2 separate regions of the Sus scrofa genome follow, and region 2 is linked to region 1. The links are chromatin contacts, called in public HiChIP or PLAC-seq maps. All regions are on one chromosome and are shown on one strand. Each heading gives the region's core, a stretch centred on a gene start, on an enhancer-like site or on the middle of the called end of the contact. The rest is flanking DNA. Distances are from core to core; before and after follow the strand shown. Region 1 holds the start of L3MBTL1 (lethal(3)malignant brain tumor-like protein 1). Region 2 holds the start of IFT52 (intraflagellar transport protein 52 homolog).

Region 1 (7,613 bases), core at 1,712-4,211:
TGAGGACAAGATTCAGATATTTAGCTGAATTTGGGTAAGGGAAAGAGCCCAGGCTCTGGCCCTCACTGAAATAGATTTTTCTAGTGGTTGCAAACATAAGCTTCAATTTCCAAAGCCAAATATAAATTTTGTCTCTGATGCTTTGGAAAATATAATGCATGCCTGGGGGGAAGTAAGAAATACTCGTATTTGGAAACATGTGCTTCCCCTGCCTTTCCCACCATGGGGCCCCCAGGTAGATAATCTGGTAGTCAGGGATCAGCCTTTGCATAGGGGATTCAGTTCCAACTCCCACCAATACCTCATGGACCCAAGATGCCATCTTTTGTCATTTGTGCGATGAAACCTAGGTCCCTAGCAGTTGGTTCCTGGGTCTATCCAATAACCACCTCCAGGACAAGAGAGACATTGGGCCACCCCCTGGTTGCTCTGTTCCCTCTTTGTTTCTGGCTCCTCCTGACCTCCCCTTCTTGCAAGTTCAGCCATCCATTTTCTCTCCTTCCTCCCTTATAGTACTTTATGCTGTTTTCTCAGGTGTTTAGCTTATGTTAGAAAGCATTCCCTGGGTTCCCACTGTGGTGCAGCAGAGACAAATCCAACTAAGAACCATGAGGTTCAGGTTTGATCCCTGGCCTCGCTCGGTGAGTTAAGGATCCATTGTTGCCATGAGCTGTGGTGTAGGTCGAAGATAAGGCTCGGATCTGACGTTGTGGCTGTGGTGTAGGCTGGTAGCTGCAGCTCTGATTCAGTCCCTAGCCTGGGAACCTCCATGTGCTGTGGGTGTGGCCCTGAGAAAAGCAAAAAAAAAAAAAAAAAAAAAAAAGAAAAGAGAAAGAAAGCATTCCCTGTTAGCAAAATGTGCCGTATCGCTGGAAACAGAGGTGTTTCCCACTTAGAAAAAAGTCATACCCTGGTGATTTTCCTCAAGTACCCGGACTGCCCCAAAGGTGAATTAAAATCTCCTGTAGGAACAGAAAGGCGTGGGCTGCTCACAAACAGTTTTCTCCGTGCTTCTATTCTTCAACCTTTCAAAAAAAATTGGGGATCCACTCTTGGGGTTAACTTGGAGAAGACACTGGGGGCTATGACTTGAGGGAAGGATTGGACTTGAACACTTGCTCCTGAGGGCAGACTGGACCAGTGCAACAACTCTGGCTGTATTAGAGGCAGAATCTTCCCCAAATCACATCCACTTGGGAGGAGCACTCCATCCCTGAAGCTGTTCAGGCCTACCAAAGCTATCAAGACCACCAAATACTGTTAACAGGCAATAAAAACATCTTAGCAGCTCAAACCCAAATTAGTTGTTTATTCCTGTGTCACGTTAGCTCAGATTCCACTAGACTAAAAGATGTGCTCCTTACTGAGATGTTTGTGTAGTTTCATCACTTTCTTTTAATCTTCTGAATATCTAAAATAAACCTTTGGGAATCTAGAACAAGCGTAGCCTGGGTAGAGATGAGAGAAAAATGAGTGGTTGTTGGTGTCTATTAAAGAGACTTCCATCGTTACGACAACCAGCATCCTCAACTGTTGCAATCCTGTTCCCAAAAATCTGAGTTGTGATTAAAAAATGACACAGCAACAAGGAAGAATACATGTAATGTGTTGGTGTGGCAACCAGAATAAAGTCTGCATAAACTGAAACTTGATCGCAACAATTTGGGGAATTTGCCTACAGTTAACTGGGAACCCTTTTCTCATCTAGACTGAAAGGAACCTGGAGGTTCTACCTTGACTATGACCTTAGGCCGGATAGACCCCAGTATCCTTTTCTGTAAAAGAAGGGATTCAATTACATCATTGGTGTGGGAGTAGGGCATAACTCTGGGCTGTACCAAGAGTTGCCCTGTTTTCATCTGCAGTGGCCGTACATCGTTAATCGGTCAACAAACATTGAGCACCCACTACTGTCCAGCTCTGTGCTAGGTGCCAGGAAAACACAAACAAGTGTGTTTCTTACCTCTTGGAGCTTGCAGTATCTAAACCTCTCTAATTACACAAATTTGTGTGACATAACAGCTACCACGTGTAAGAAGTATTTCATGAAGATCCTGTCATGGTGCAGCAGAAACGAATCTGACTAGGAACCATGATGTTTCCGGTTCAATCCTTGGCCTCACTCAGCGGGTTAAGGATCTGGTGTTGCCACAAGCTGTGGTGTAGGTCACAGACACAGCTGGGATCTGGCGCTGCTGTGGCTGTGGTGTAGGCCCGCAGCTACAGCTCCTATTAGACCCCTAGCCTGGGAACCTCCATGTACCTCGGGTATGGCCCTAAAAAAAACAAAAAAAAGAAAAGTATTTGTGCTGTAAGAACCAATGAGGAGGGAGTTCCTGCTGCTGCTCAGTGGTAAACAAACCCAACTAGTATCCATGAGGATTTGGATTCAATCCCTGGCCTTGCCCAGTGGGTTAAGGATTTGGCATTGCCTTGGGCTGTGGTATAGTCGAAGATGTGGCTCGGATCCCAAGTTGCTGTGGTGTAGCCTGGCAGCCCCTAGCCTGGGAACTTCATATGCCGAGGGTGTGGCCCTAAAGAGCAAAAAAGAAAAGAACCAATGAGATTTTGACTAATTGAGTCAACCAAGGAAATCGAAGCACAGAGGAGCAATGTCTAACTCAAGGCAACACCATCACAGACACCACTACTGAAAAAAATACAAACAAACCCTATGCTAAGAAGTAGGTGATATAGTCTTTACAAATGGAGAAATGGGGAGTTCCCCTTTTGGCTCAGTGGTTTAGGAACCCAGCTAGTATCCATGAGGATGCAGGTTGATTCCTGGCACGCTCAGTGGGTTAAGGCTCTGCCATTGCTGTGAGCTGTAGTGTAGCTCGCAGCGGAGAATCAGATCCCTGGTGGCTGTCTGGTGAAGGCCGGCAGCTGCAACTCCGAGCCCTAGCCTGGGAACTTCCACATGCTGCGAGCGGCCCTTAAAAAAAAAAAAAAAAAAAAAAAAAAAAAAAAGAGAGGGGGGGGGAGAGAAATGGAGGACCAGGACAAACAGGATAAAGTGATGTGCCCCAGGTCACACCACCAACCAATGGCGATGGGTCATCCAAACGCAGGCGCGGTTAATGCTGCCCTTTAGACAACCAGGGCCAGGCCAAGATCGGAGCCCAAGAGGAGATTTTCTTAGGCTCCCCTTCCCCAGGTGGGGCAGGCACCTTTGGAAGGCATTGGACAGCGCACTGGACAGCGCAGTGACCCGACCAGGGTGCGTGCGGGAATGCAGCCTCGTCTTTCGTCACTGACCACTCAGCTCAGGGGCCCACCAGGTTCTCTCTTCCGGCTCGGTGGTCCCCGCGCTCCGCTGCGTGCCGCTGGCTGTGCTGCAGTGGGTGGGGGACAGGGAGAATCTCGACCTGCCTCGCCGGCGCAGCAATCCGGCCCCGGGGCTAGAGGATATTAGGGCCCGGCGGCCAGGGCCTGTCAAGAGGGCCCCCGACCCGCGCCCCTCGAATCTGCTTGTCGCGCGGTCTGCGGCCCGCGTCCTGCGGGGAGACGGGCCCGCCCCCCTGTGCGCGCAGGCGCGCGCCACGCGGGGCTCGGACAGCAGCTCGGCTCCCGGCGGCCGCACGCGGGCCTTGCAGGTAGGGACACTGGGGTGCGGGGTGCCGCGCCGACCGGCCCCTCCCAGCACTGCGAGTGCTCGGGTCTGAGGCCCCGGGGCGTCGCTCCTCCCGAGCGCCTCCGGCGGGGTGCACGGGCCGGGAAGGAGGTTCGGGAGAGCGGGACTGCAAGGGGATCTGGGCGGGTGCGGGGCTCGAGGGCGAGGCAAGCGCGTCCGCTGTGCTGTTGCTGGCGGCGATCCGGAGGTGGGGAGGGAGGTGGCTCGGTTTTTCGAGAAATACAATCAATAAGAGTTTTTCATTAATAGAAGAAAGGGTGTAAAGAGTGGGGTTTTGATTTTCTTAGGAAATAGGTCATTTGGCAAACTTTCTCTTTCCTACCGTTAATTTCACATTTTTTAACGGAAAATTGAATCACTGTTATTATTTGGCCATAAAGGGAAAGAATAAAAAGAATTCCGCCATTTTGGCGTTTTAAAAAAGTAACCATTCTGCGGGACTGATGGATCAGTGCCCGCCCCGCCTGCTGCCGTCTACACTAGTCCCGCGAGGACACGGAAGGCGGGCGGCGGTCCGAACCCTGGAGCCTGCATCCTTCCTTCTCTCCTGCATTCCCGCCCCAGCTGCGGCGGGGGGCAGGGCCGAGGCCCCAAGTTTGCGGCGCTCAGTCTTGCTGGGGTGTGTTGGGGGTGTCTGTCTGGGGCGCTAGCTCCCCACCCCCAACACCTAGAGCGAGGGCGTTTATTGAGTGTTGCCTGCGAGGCCTCGACGGGCAAGGGGTTGGGGGAAGCCTTAGCAGACCAAGAGAAATAAATACGGACACATTCCCTCAATAAATATTTATTGAGCATCTGCTATATGCCAGACACCCGTCTGGGCTGGGCATCCAAAGGTTGTTTGAGGTCGGGTTCCCTGGAAACACTCGGGAGGGAGATTTGAGTGTAGGTTTATCAGGTGCCCCTGGGAATATCACCTGTAGGGGAGAGAAAACAGCAGGGTGGTTAGGCAGAGGAAGTTAAACTGCTGATGTAACCTCATCAGAGGCCTCTCTGCCTGTCCCAAGGGAAGTTCTGGAAAGGTCCTGCAGAGATGTCCCAAATTGTCCTTTATGTCCCATATCAACTCGTCAGCAGGTGGCTGCTCCAGGAGACCTCACACGCACGTGGGCGAGGCAGCTCCCTGGCCAAGGGCAATTCAAAGGGGAAAGGAGCTGACTGCTGACAGACCTCCTGTGAAGGCCAGTGACAACCTTCATAGTAGCCGGGGACCTCCCACTTTATTCCCCTCCTCCTCCAGCCTCTGAGGAACCCGGAAGGAGGAAATGATATTCTAGCCCCTAAGGCAAGAATAGCTGAGTCTTTTATGGTTTCAGAAACACTTGCTGCTTCTTTTTTTTTTTTGGCAGCGCCCACCACATGTGGAAGTTTCTGGGCCAGGGGATCAAACCTGTGCCACAGCAGTGAGCCAAGCCACTAGAGTGGCAACGCCAGATCCTTAACTTGCTGTGCCTCAAGGGAACTCCCAGCCTCCTCTTCTTTTCTCTTTTTTCTTTTCTTTTTCTTTTTTGGTCTTTTTTTCATATGCACCAGCAGCACATGGAAGTTCCCAGGCTAGGGGTCAAATCGGAGCTGGAGCTGCCAGCCTACACCACAGCTACAGCAACATGGGCTCCAAGCCATGTATTCTCCCTACACTGAAACTCACGGATCTTAACCCACTGAGCAAGGCCTGGATTGAACCCACATCCTCATGGTTACTAGTCAGGTTCCCTACCACTGAGCCTTAGCGGGAACTCCCCCAACCTCATCTTGTGTTACTGAACACTCTTCACTCCCAGCTCTTTCATTCATTTGTTCATTCATTCACTCACTATTTGTGGATGCAGTCTCTGGATCAGGCTCTTAGGTACTTTGTTCTGTCTGGGGGAAGGCTGACAAGATAATGCATAGTTAGACTGGTAGAATGGAGAACAGTGGAGGGAGTGATTGATTTTGTTTGGGGGGTAGATTCTGGGCCTTTCAGAGAAGAGGTGTCACTCAAGCTGGATCTTGGAGGATATCAGGAATTTTCAGACATATGGGATATGGAATGTACCAAACAGAAGGAACAATGTGCAGAGGCCACAGAAGTGGTGTGGCAGGTTATAGGAGGGAGTGGATAGATTCCTGGCATCTGGGCTCAGGCCTGGGAGCCTTCTTAGACTGGCTGTGCTGTTGTATCGACCTCCTGGGATAAAGCTTATGAAAATACTCTGTGAGCTGCAAATTTGGGGGGTGGTAGTGGTACAGGAGAAGTGAATTCGAATCACAGAGAAGACAGTTCCAGGTCTCAGAAGAGTTAATGGTCTAGCTGGGGAAAAACAGAAACAGTAGGTGCTGCTAGCCAGGAGCCCAGAGCCACATGTGATGGGCCCCAAACATCCCAAGTGCCCTGGATCCTCTCCCCTCCTGCACTGTCACGGATTTGTCTTCTAGAATTATTCTTTTTCCCCTGCTCTGTCAGTTTCTTCCTCTATAGACTCATTTTCATCAGCTACAAACATGCTGTAGCATCTTCTATTAAAAAAAAAAAAAAAGCACAAAAAACACACCTTCCTTGAGAACTCATCACTTGCCAGATACCATCTCCCACACCCATGTTCTCCTTCGCATCAAACTCCTTGAAAGAGTTATTAGTCCCATTGTTTCCACTTCCTTTTCTCACGTCCCCTTACAAGGACCAATTCTTACTGTTTCCCCACTAGACTCCATAATAGAGGTTTTTGTCTGTTTTGTTCATTGCAAATCTGCACTGCCTAGAACAGTGCCTGACGCAGAGCAGAGGCTCAAAAAATATTGACCTGGGAGTTCCTGTCGTAGTTCAACCCAACTAGCATCCATGAGGACATGGGTTCCATCCCTGGCCTCACTCAGTAGGTTAAGGATCCAGTGTGGCTGTGAGCTGTGGTGTAGGTTGCAGACACAGCTCGGATCCCGCGTTGCTGTGGCTGTGTTGTAGGCCAGTGGCTACAGCTCCGATTGGACCCCTAGCCTGGGAACCTCCATGCGCCATGGGTACGACCCTAAAAAGTCAGAAAAAAAATTGATCTAATTGATGCTCCTTCTCTAGAACCCACTCTGATCAGGCTTTTGTGTCCCTAGCTCCTCTGATATAGTGCTTGTCAAGACTTCTGATGATCTCCTTATTGCTAAACGGTCAACTCTCAGCTGGCACCTGAGTTGATCGGTCAGTGGCATTTAACATCATTGAGCAGGCCCACCTTCCAGAAGACTTTTTCCCAGAAAGCCCTCTAGAAGCCCAGATGCTTCTGGATGCCCTTTCATCTCACTGCCGCCTCTTTCTCTTTTGCTAGATCTTCCTCCTCTTCCCAACCTATAAATCTTGGTGAGCTGCAAGGCTCCCACCTTTTTCTTTACACTCAGTTCTGTGGTTTTTCACTGCCATCTGTACATGACAGTTTTTAAATTTCTATCTCTAGCCTCAACGTTAGCCCTTATTTCTAGAATGTAGGCTTCATAAGAGCACGTTCTCTTGCTTGAGACTATTCCGGGGCACAGAAGGATGCTGGCACTTGGCCCTCCGATGTCTGCTGAAAAGAATGGGCAGAAACCTGAAGAGAAAGGCAATTCCCTCAGTCATTCTCCCTTAACAGACCCGAAATATATCATAAGCTTTGAGACAGGATGGAATTCTTTCAGGAGTAACCACGTTCACTCCTGATGACTGCCAATGTTTTGCATAAAAAAGATTAACTCCATTTAAGAGAACTTAAAATGGTACAACTCTGTCAGCTGTGCAAAGCAAAATAACTGGAATTGAAATTTAGGGAATGCTTTTTTATAATTGTTTTTTAAAAGGGCAGGAAGGGAGTGGAACAAACCTTGGTTTGAATGTTGCCTTAATTACTCAGGTTATATGTCTAAACCTTTTCCCACCTCATTTTTTTTTTTTTTTTTTTGTCTTTTTAGGGCCACACCCACAGCATATGGAAGTTCCCAGAGTTGAAGCTGTAGCTATGGGCCTATGCCACAGCCACAG
Region 2 (7,613 bases), core at 2,713-5,212, 74 kb after region 1:
GTGAAAAGAGAAAAAAAAAGATTTTTTTCTTTTCCAGTACATAAACGAAGGATGTGTTAGGTGGATGCAGGGCTGGTACAACAGGTCATCAGATACTCAGCGGCTTTCTGTATTTCTGCTCTGCCATCCTTGACAAGTGGGTTCTGCTATTAGGATTATTATACTATCGTAGAGTGATAGTGGAGCTCTAGCCACTGCTTCCGTATCCTGGGCAGGGAAAAAGGAGGAAAGAGCAAAAGATCACCTTTATAGAGCTTCCCCAGAAGCCCCACCGGATGACTCCTGCTTACATCTTATGAGGCATCCACCCTACCTGTAGTGGAGGCCAGGATATATGTCTATTTAGTGGGGCACATTACTCTCCTATAACACAGGGGTTCTGACACGAAGGGAGAAGGGGAAAATGTTGGGTAGGCAACAGGACCCCTGTACCACCAGAGTCTCTTGGTGTTTGGATTTCGATCTCAGTGTGTAAAATGACAGAGATGTCACAAGCCTATAGGGTACCACCCAACACCCTGTTTTCCCATGCTGATGATGTCTTTCTTTGGGTGGGTGGTATCGGACATTTGCTATTAGGTTGGGCCGCCTGGCATCTGAACCCCTTCTTCTCTTCAGGGAATCTCCTACTTAATGGGCTATGATGAGAGGCAGTAACTACCTCCACTTACAGTAGCTGTAAATGCTAGATAGATACCTACCCCCCTCCCCCACCACCAGCCTCCCCTGCAGCCTGGACCAGGCATGTGACCCCAGGATGCACCTGTGGTAGATTTTTGACTCAAGGAAGGAACAGGGAGCTCTCTTTCATGTGGTAGCTGTGGTCACAAAACCCACAAAACAGAGTTCCTGGTGTAGATGTGGCAACAATGCAAATGGTAGCGATTGGTAGTTGCTGGCAGCATCTATTTCCCAATCAGGTCAGTGGTGCACATCGTTCCTGGGAAGCCTTGAGTCTCCTTCTCCAGTATTCTCAATGATTTTGAGAGCTTCTGATCCCGTTAACCACTCCTTTTTTGCTTTACTGGTCAGAGTCAGCTTCAGAACACCTGCCTATGCTGAACCAGCTTCGATGCTAGACGCTTTCAATTCTATTATCAGTTTCCATCCAAACAACCTTAAGGGAGGAACTATTTCTATCTATCCTCTTTTTACCAATGATGAAATAGGATCAGAGAAGTTGTACCCTGCCTGGAGGTCACATAGATAATAAGGGCCAGAGCTGGGATTGGAGCCCTATGACTCCTCTGGGTGTGCCCTTCACCCTGCCTGTTAGGTCCAAGCGATCAACTGTCAAAATCTCTAAGGAGAGCCCAGCCAGGATGGCTGGAACAAGCCAAGTGATGGGAAATGGGGTCTCAAAGAGGAAGCATTCAACTGGATGCTTTGCTCCACCTTGCATGCCCCTGTATACTTGGCACATCTAGGGCCATAGTGAGCCCAGGCCTTGGACAGAGGTGGGGGCTGGTACAGGCCTGGTGAATAGCCACTTCTAAAAGTAATTCTTACTGGAATAAATGAGAGCATATAAAACCTCATGAGTGCAAGACACTCTGCACTTGTCTGATGGATCATGCTGCTTTATTTCAGTGAAAAAATCTTTTTGACAAACCTGTGGTTCATCACCTACTTCTTCAGGATGGTCTTATTAGCTTTTTGGTTTGTGGACATGAAGGAAACTTTTTTTTGCCTTACTTGCAGCATGTAGAAATTCCCAGGCCAGGGATCAAACCCATGCCACAGCAGCAACCTAAGCTGCTACAGTGATGCCAGATCCTTAGCCCACTTCACCACAAGGGAACTCCCAAGGGGAACTTTTTTTTTTTTTTTTTGCTTTTTAGGCCCACACTTATGGCATATGGAAGTTCCCAGGCTAGGGGTCAAATCGGAGTGTAGCCACTGGCCTACACCACAGCCACAGCAACACCAGATCTGAGCTGTGTCTGCAACCTACACAACAGCTCACGGCAACACCAGATCCTTAACTCACTGAGCAAGGCCAGAGATCAAACCCGAACCTCATGGTTCCTAGTTGGTCGGATTCATTTCTTTTTTTTTTTTTTTTTTTTTTGTCGTTGTTGTTATTGTTGCTATTTCTTGGGCTGCTCCCGCAGCATATGGAGGTTCCCAGGCTAGGGGTTGAATCAGAGCTGTAGCCACGGCCTACACCAGAGCCACAGCAATCTGGATCCGAGCCGCGTCTGCAACCTACACCACAGCTCACGGCAACGCCGGATCGTTAACCCACTGAGCAAGGGCATGGACCGAACCCGCAACCTCATGGTTCCTAGTCGGATTTGTTAACCATTGCGCCACGACGGGAACTCTGACAGGGGAACTTTCTTAACACCAGTGTGTGCTGGTGATTTTATAGGCTTTTCTCTTAACTCATTCTTACTCTTTGCCTTACCTTTTTGTCTACCCAGCCCACTGCCCCAGGAATTATGGAAGATGAAGTTAGAAGCCCATGGAAAACACACCAATGACAGTGACATTGACCTACTGGGAATCAAAAACCAGGTCACGAAGAGCTACTGTTACGTTGACCTGTAATTCTGAAACACTCTGATTTGATTTCCACCTTCATAGCGTCTGCCAATAGACAAATGTGGAACGTGGTGAGGGAGAAGCCAAAATTCACCCAACTTTCCAAAGCCAAAAGCAAGAGCGTGTAATTGTCAGAAATGTGATAGTACTGTCAAAAGTATACAACCCACTATGGGCTGTGAAACACATAATTGCTCTATCTGTTCTAGGACTGTAAAATCACAAAATTTTCACCAGGATAGAAAATAAAAATGAAAAATGACGGTATTGATCTGTTGAATATCAGAACAGACACGTTCACACCTGTTTATTAAACACATTTTAAGCTTCATAGGTATTATCTACAAAACTCACAATAAACCAGCATTTAGAAATTAACCTCACTTTACAGATAAGAAATATTCACTCAGAGACAGTAAGCAACTTGCCCAAAGTCAGCCAGCTGGTACAAGACACAAACAGGAACTGAACTTGGTGGCAGCTGATGCTAAGGTGCTTGCTTTTTCTACAGCCTTCAAAAGTGGAAGAGGTGCTCTGGGCAGGCCCTCTTTCCGTCTTCTAGCAAACACTGACTGCAAACTGTACTCACCCAATTTTGCACCAAAAGACAGCATCCTCAGGAAGGGAAATCACAATCACTCTGTTTCCACTTAACTTTGCAGTGACAGTAGGTGTGAAAAGGAAACAGGAGTCTTGTATTTTAAGACCCTAAAACTCCGACTACTCTGTACATGCTGCAGACTGCAACAAACATCAATCACAAAGACTGCTTTTATCGTTTGAGCTAGCCAGGTAGCGGGCTTAGTACACACATCCACGTTCGCTCAGGGCAGGCACTGAGCAGTCCGCTGGGGAGAAGAGTGCCCTATTTGTGGAAACTACTGTCTGGTTTCTCATTTTCACAGCGACTGCAGGGCAACCCATACGTGGCTCTTCCGCATAAGCAGTTCTTTCTGCCCCAACGCCCTTCCCCAATCCTTGCTTTATTGAACCATTCTTCTTTCAGTGGGGGTCCCCGGTCGGCCCAGCTCCCGCCCCTCACAGATCCCTTAAACAGTTTATATTTTTACTTTTTGGTAGGATCTGGCCAGGTGTAACTCCCCGCCTGGGGATGCGCAGAGGGCGGGTTCACTGATTCATCCGAGGCCTGGCATTTTGGCAATGAACAACAGGGGTATTCAAACACAAAGAACCACCTCGTTTTACCTCCCACTCTCCCACTAAACCTGTCCACCATCCTCTCGGTGGGCTTCCCCAGCCTCCCAGGGGACTGAAACCCTCCCATTACGCAAGCGAACTCGAGGCACGCATTCCTGACGCAGGATACGCGCCGCCGCATGGCTGCACCCCGCCTCGCGTATCTCTGCGCCTGCGCTCTTGGGATCAAGGCTGGGTCTCCCGCACTGCTGCGGGAAGCCTTCACTAGTCTTTCTCGGAGTGGAGCGAAATTTGGGCGCTCGGGGCCTGTCGTTTTTATCAGATTTTAATAAGAGTTGATATTAAAGGAGAAAATAAAATGAGCTTATCTTTGGTCTGAAGTTAAACAAGTTCTATTTGGATTTACCCCTCATCCAAAATAATAGTACAGTCCGAGGTTAGCCCCGCCCCCTCTCTCACTGGTCCCTCCCCCTCCTAGGCGAGCTAGGTGTACCGGCTTCTTCAGTTCTGTCGTCATCACGTAGCTCCGGAGGTAGATCCACGCCGCGGTCCCCGCCTACCAAGCGCGCAGCTTCGCCTCCGCTGTTGCTAAGCGGCCTTGGATACCTGGCCGCGGGACGCTGGGTGGTGTCAAGTGGAGATGGTGGTCACTGGGCCTCAGGTAAGCGGAATTTCGACCGTGGTGGACCGGCCCGGGCGTTGGGGAGGCCTAGGAGTTGGCGAGGGCCTTTGGGCCCGTCTTCGGAATTGGGGTCTGCTAGGGTTTAGTAAAAGTGGGGCACAGATAATAGGCCCGGATCCCGGACCTCAGACTGGGCTCACGTTTAGCTCGCCTCTGACTGGGAGATTTTTAGTCATCCTGCTGAAGATGAAAGATCATTGGACAAGAAACCATAACAAAATATCCTAGTCTCATCCCCTTTTTCTAGGAATCCTGCTCTTAGGAATTTGTCCTTCGACAAAAAATAATTAATGGCAGAAGCAGAAATATGTAAATTTCAGTAGTGTCTATGTTGGCAAAAAATGGAAAAGATGCCCTCGAAGGCGGTGATTGAGTTTATTATGGCGTAATTACGCAACCACTAACCTAATCAGAAGGCAGAATACAGTGTTGTATTATACAGTGTGAAAATAAGCATGGGCATGGATGCAACAGAACATGAAAGATAGTTGCAGTGGAACATGGGGGTATTTTTTTTTTTTAACCTGACAAAGTGATTTTAAAGTTCGCCCTGAAGAATAAAAATATGGGAATAACAGTATTAGGAAAATTCTAAAAATTAAGAGTAATAAGAGGCGTTAGCTCTTATCAACACTCCTAAATATTATAATATATATATTATAAAGCTGTAATAATTTAAAAAGTATGGAATGGAGCAGGAACTTATGGCCAAATAGAGTATAAAAAATTAATAGTAAAATTAGGAGTTCCCTTTGTGGCTCAGTGGTTGCCAAAACCGGCTAGTATCCATGAGGATGCAGGTTTGATCCTTGGTCTTGCTCAGTGGGTTAAGGGTCTGGCGTTGCTGTGAGCTGTGGTGTAGGTCGAAGATGTAGCTCAAATTCCTGCATTTCTGTGGCTGTGGCGTAGGCAGATAGCTTCAGCTCTGATTGGACCCCTAGCCTGGGAACTTTCATATGCTGTGAGTGTGGCCTTAAAAAGCAAAAAACAAAAAAACAAAAAAAAAAAAAAAAACCCAAAAAACAAAAAAAATTAATAAAATTCAGTTTATAGGGATTTACTATATAAAGCAATTTTTTTTTTTTTAAATGGTCACACCCGTGGCATATGGAAGTTACAGGGCCAGGGATTGAATCTGAGCTGCCGCTGTGATCTACACTGGATCCTTTAACCCACTGTGCCAGGCCGCTGGGCTGTGGATGAAACCTGCATCTCTGCAGCAACCTGAGCTGCTGTGGTTGCATTCTTAACTCACTGTGCCACAGTAGGAACTCTGGCAGTGTGGTATTTTAAAGATGGATTGGTGTCAGACAGCTTTCTAGTAATTTTAAAAAAAAGAACAATTAACAATGAATTTTAAGCACCAAAATCAATTTTAAATGGACTAAAAATTAAATCTTAAAAATTATTAAATCATGAAATACTAGAAGTAAGCATTGTGGATGTATTTATAGTCATAGCATGGTAAAAACGCTGCTAAATATGTCATGCAATCTAGGAGTTCCAGTCGTGGCTCAGTGGTTAACGAATCCGACAAAGAACCATGAGGTTGCGGGTTCGATCCCTGCCTTGCTCAGTGGGTTGAGGATCCGGCATTGCCGTGAGCTGTAGTGTAGGTGCAGACTCGGCTCAGATCCCGCGTTGCTGTGGCTCTGGCGTAGGCCAGTGGCTACAGCTCTGATACAACCTCTAGCCTGGGAACCTCCATATGCTGCAGGAGCGGCCCAAGAAATGGCAAAAAGACAAAAAGACAAAAAAAAAAAAAAAAGAAAGACAGTTATACAATCCAGAAGTGAGAAAAGAAAATATTAATACTCTTGACTCTATAACGTTTAAAACCTGTGTATGGCCAGCAAAATTCAACCAAAATAACCTCCCCCAAAAGAAGAAAACTACCAATAGCTAAGTTTAAAGACAAATAAACTTATGAAAGTATTTGTTTAAAGATCAATTAGAAAAATATTAAACCTAACAGAAAAATGAGCAGAGTATATGAACAAGAAAATTAGAAGAATACAAGCGGCCAATACACACTGTGGAAGATGACCATCTCACTAATTTCAAAGTGCAAGTTAAAACAATAAGGATTTTTTTGCCTATCTTATTATTTAGCAAGGATGAAAAATTAAAAGTAGATTGGATTGTGTGGAAACAAACATATTAGTGGAAGTAAAACTTAGTACAATTTTTTTGGAGGGCAATTTGGAAATAATTTACTTAGCCATTCAACAGATAAGCCTCTATTCCATAGATATGCACAGTACAGAAAAACATGTCAAAGATGATGTTGTAGTAGTATTTTACCAGCAAAAATTTGGGGGAATAACATGTCATTATATGATGGGTTGCATAAATTATGTTGCATCCATAAAATGGAATACTGTACGGCAGTTTCTAAAAGAGTGGGAGATCCACATAGGGTGACATGGAAAGATGTGAAAGATAACAGGTTGGGTGAAAAGAAGTGCGTTGCAGAGTAGCACATATGGTCCTGTTTTGTAAATAAAACTAAGTTAACATGTATAAAAAGAACTTGGAAAACTATACCCCATGTTTAAGGGTAGTAAACTGAAAAATCAGATTGGAAACATGGTGATGGCAGAACAGGGCCTTGGGAGTGGGCCAGTGGGAAGGCCAAGGTTTGCCTTGATTTTTTGGCAGCAGCTGTGATTATTCATTTTACTCTCAGCCTTTGGAATTGTAGGGAAATTGTAGCTAAGCTGCAGTTCCAACTGTATGCTTTTTTTTGGCTGCCTCCTCAGCATATGAAAGTTCCTGGTCCAAGGATGGAACCCATACCACAGTAGTGACAACGCTGGGTCCTTAACTGCTAGACCACGAGGGAACTCCTGTATGCCTTTTCTTAATGATTTAGAGGAAATAGACGGTTTAGTCTTTTTAGGGTCTTTATTTTGGAGTACTGTTTATTGTTTCCTTTTCCTGATCCTTTTTTCCATAAGGCGATCATGGAGAAAGAGCTCCGGAGCACCATTCTTTTCAATGCATACAAAAAGGAGGTATTTACCACCAGCAATGGCTATAAATCCATGCAGAAAAAACTTCGGGGTAATTGGAAAATTCAGAGGTGAGTGGGTATATCCGTTCTAAGTGATGATAACAGCCTGCTGTTAACACTGAAAAGTCTTTATTTTCTTATGTAAGATAGATTGTTTAGGTGGGAGGAATTCCATTTAAAGATCATTCCGAGGAGTTCCCGTCATGGCGC

What was found. HiChIP or PLAC-seq counts read pairs in DNA pulled down with a chosen protein or histone mark.
Region 2: an H3K27ac HiChIP or PLAC-seq map of skeletal muscle shows a contact between it and region 1. The contact joins the promoter of IFT52 here to the promoter of L3MBTL1 in region 1. A contact is called at or near these places in 4 of 47 Hi-C or Micro-C datasets (alveolar macrophages, liver, skeletal muscle and 1 more) and 2 of 2 datasets of contacts at active chromatin or transcription factors (alveolar macrophages and skeletal muscle).

What each region holds. Positions count from the first base shown.
Region 1 is chr17:46,132,606-46,140,218 of Sscrofa11.1, forward strand. L3MBTL1 (lethal(3)malignant brain tumor-like protein 1) reads left to right here and starts at 2,962. Exons shown (of 22, transcript XM_021077798.1): 1 at 2,962-3,596. LOC106506015 (a long non-coding RNA gene) reads right to left here. Exons shown (of 2, transcript XR_001300973.2): 2 at 4,400-4,548.
Region 2 is chr17:46,205,994-46,213,606 of Sscrofa11.1, forward strand. IFT52 (intraflagellar transport protein 52 homolog) reads left to right here and starts at 3,963. Exons shown (of 13, transcript XM_021078178.1): 1 at 3,963-4,366; 2 at 7,348-7,472. It overlaps SGK2 (serine/threonine-protein kinase Sgk2), which reads left to right. Exons shown (of 15, transcript XM_021078166.1): 15 at 2,427-2,814.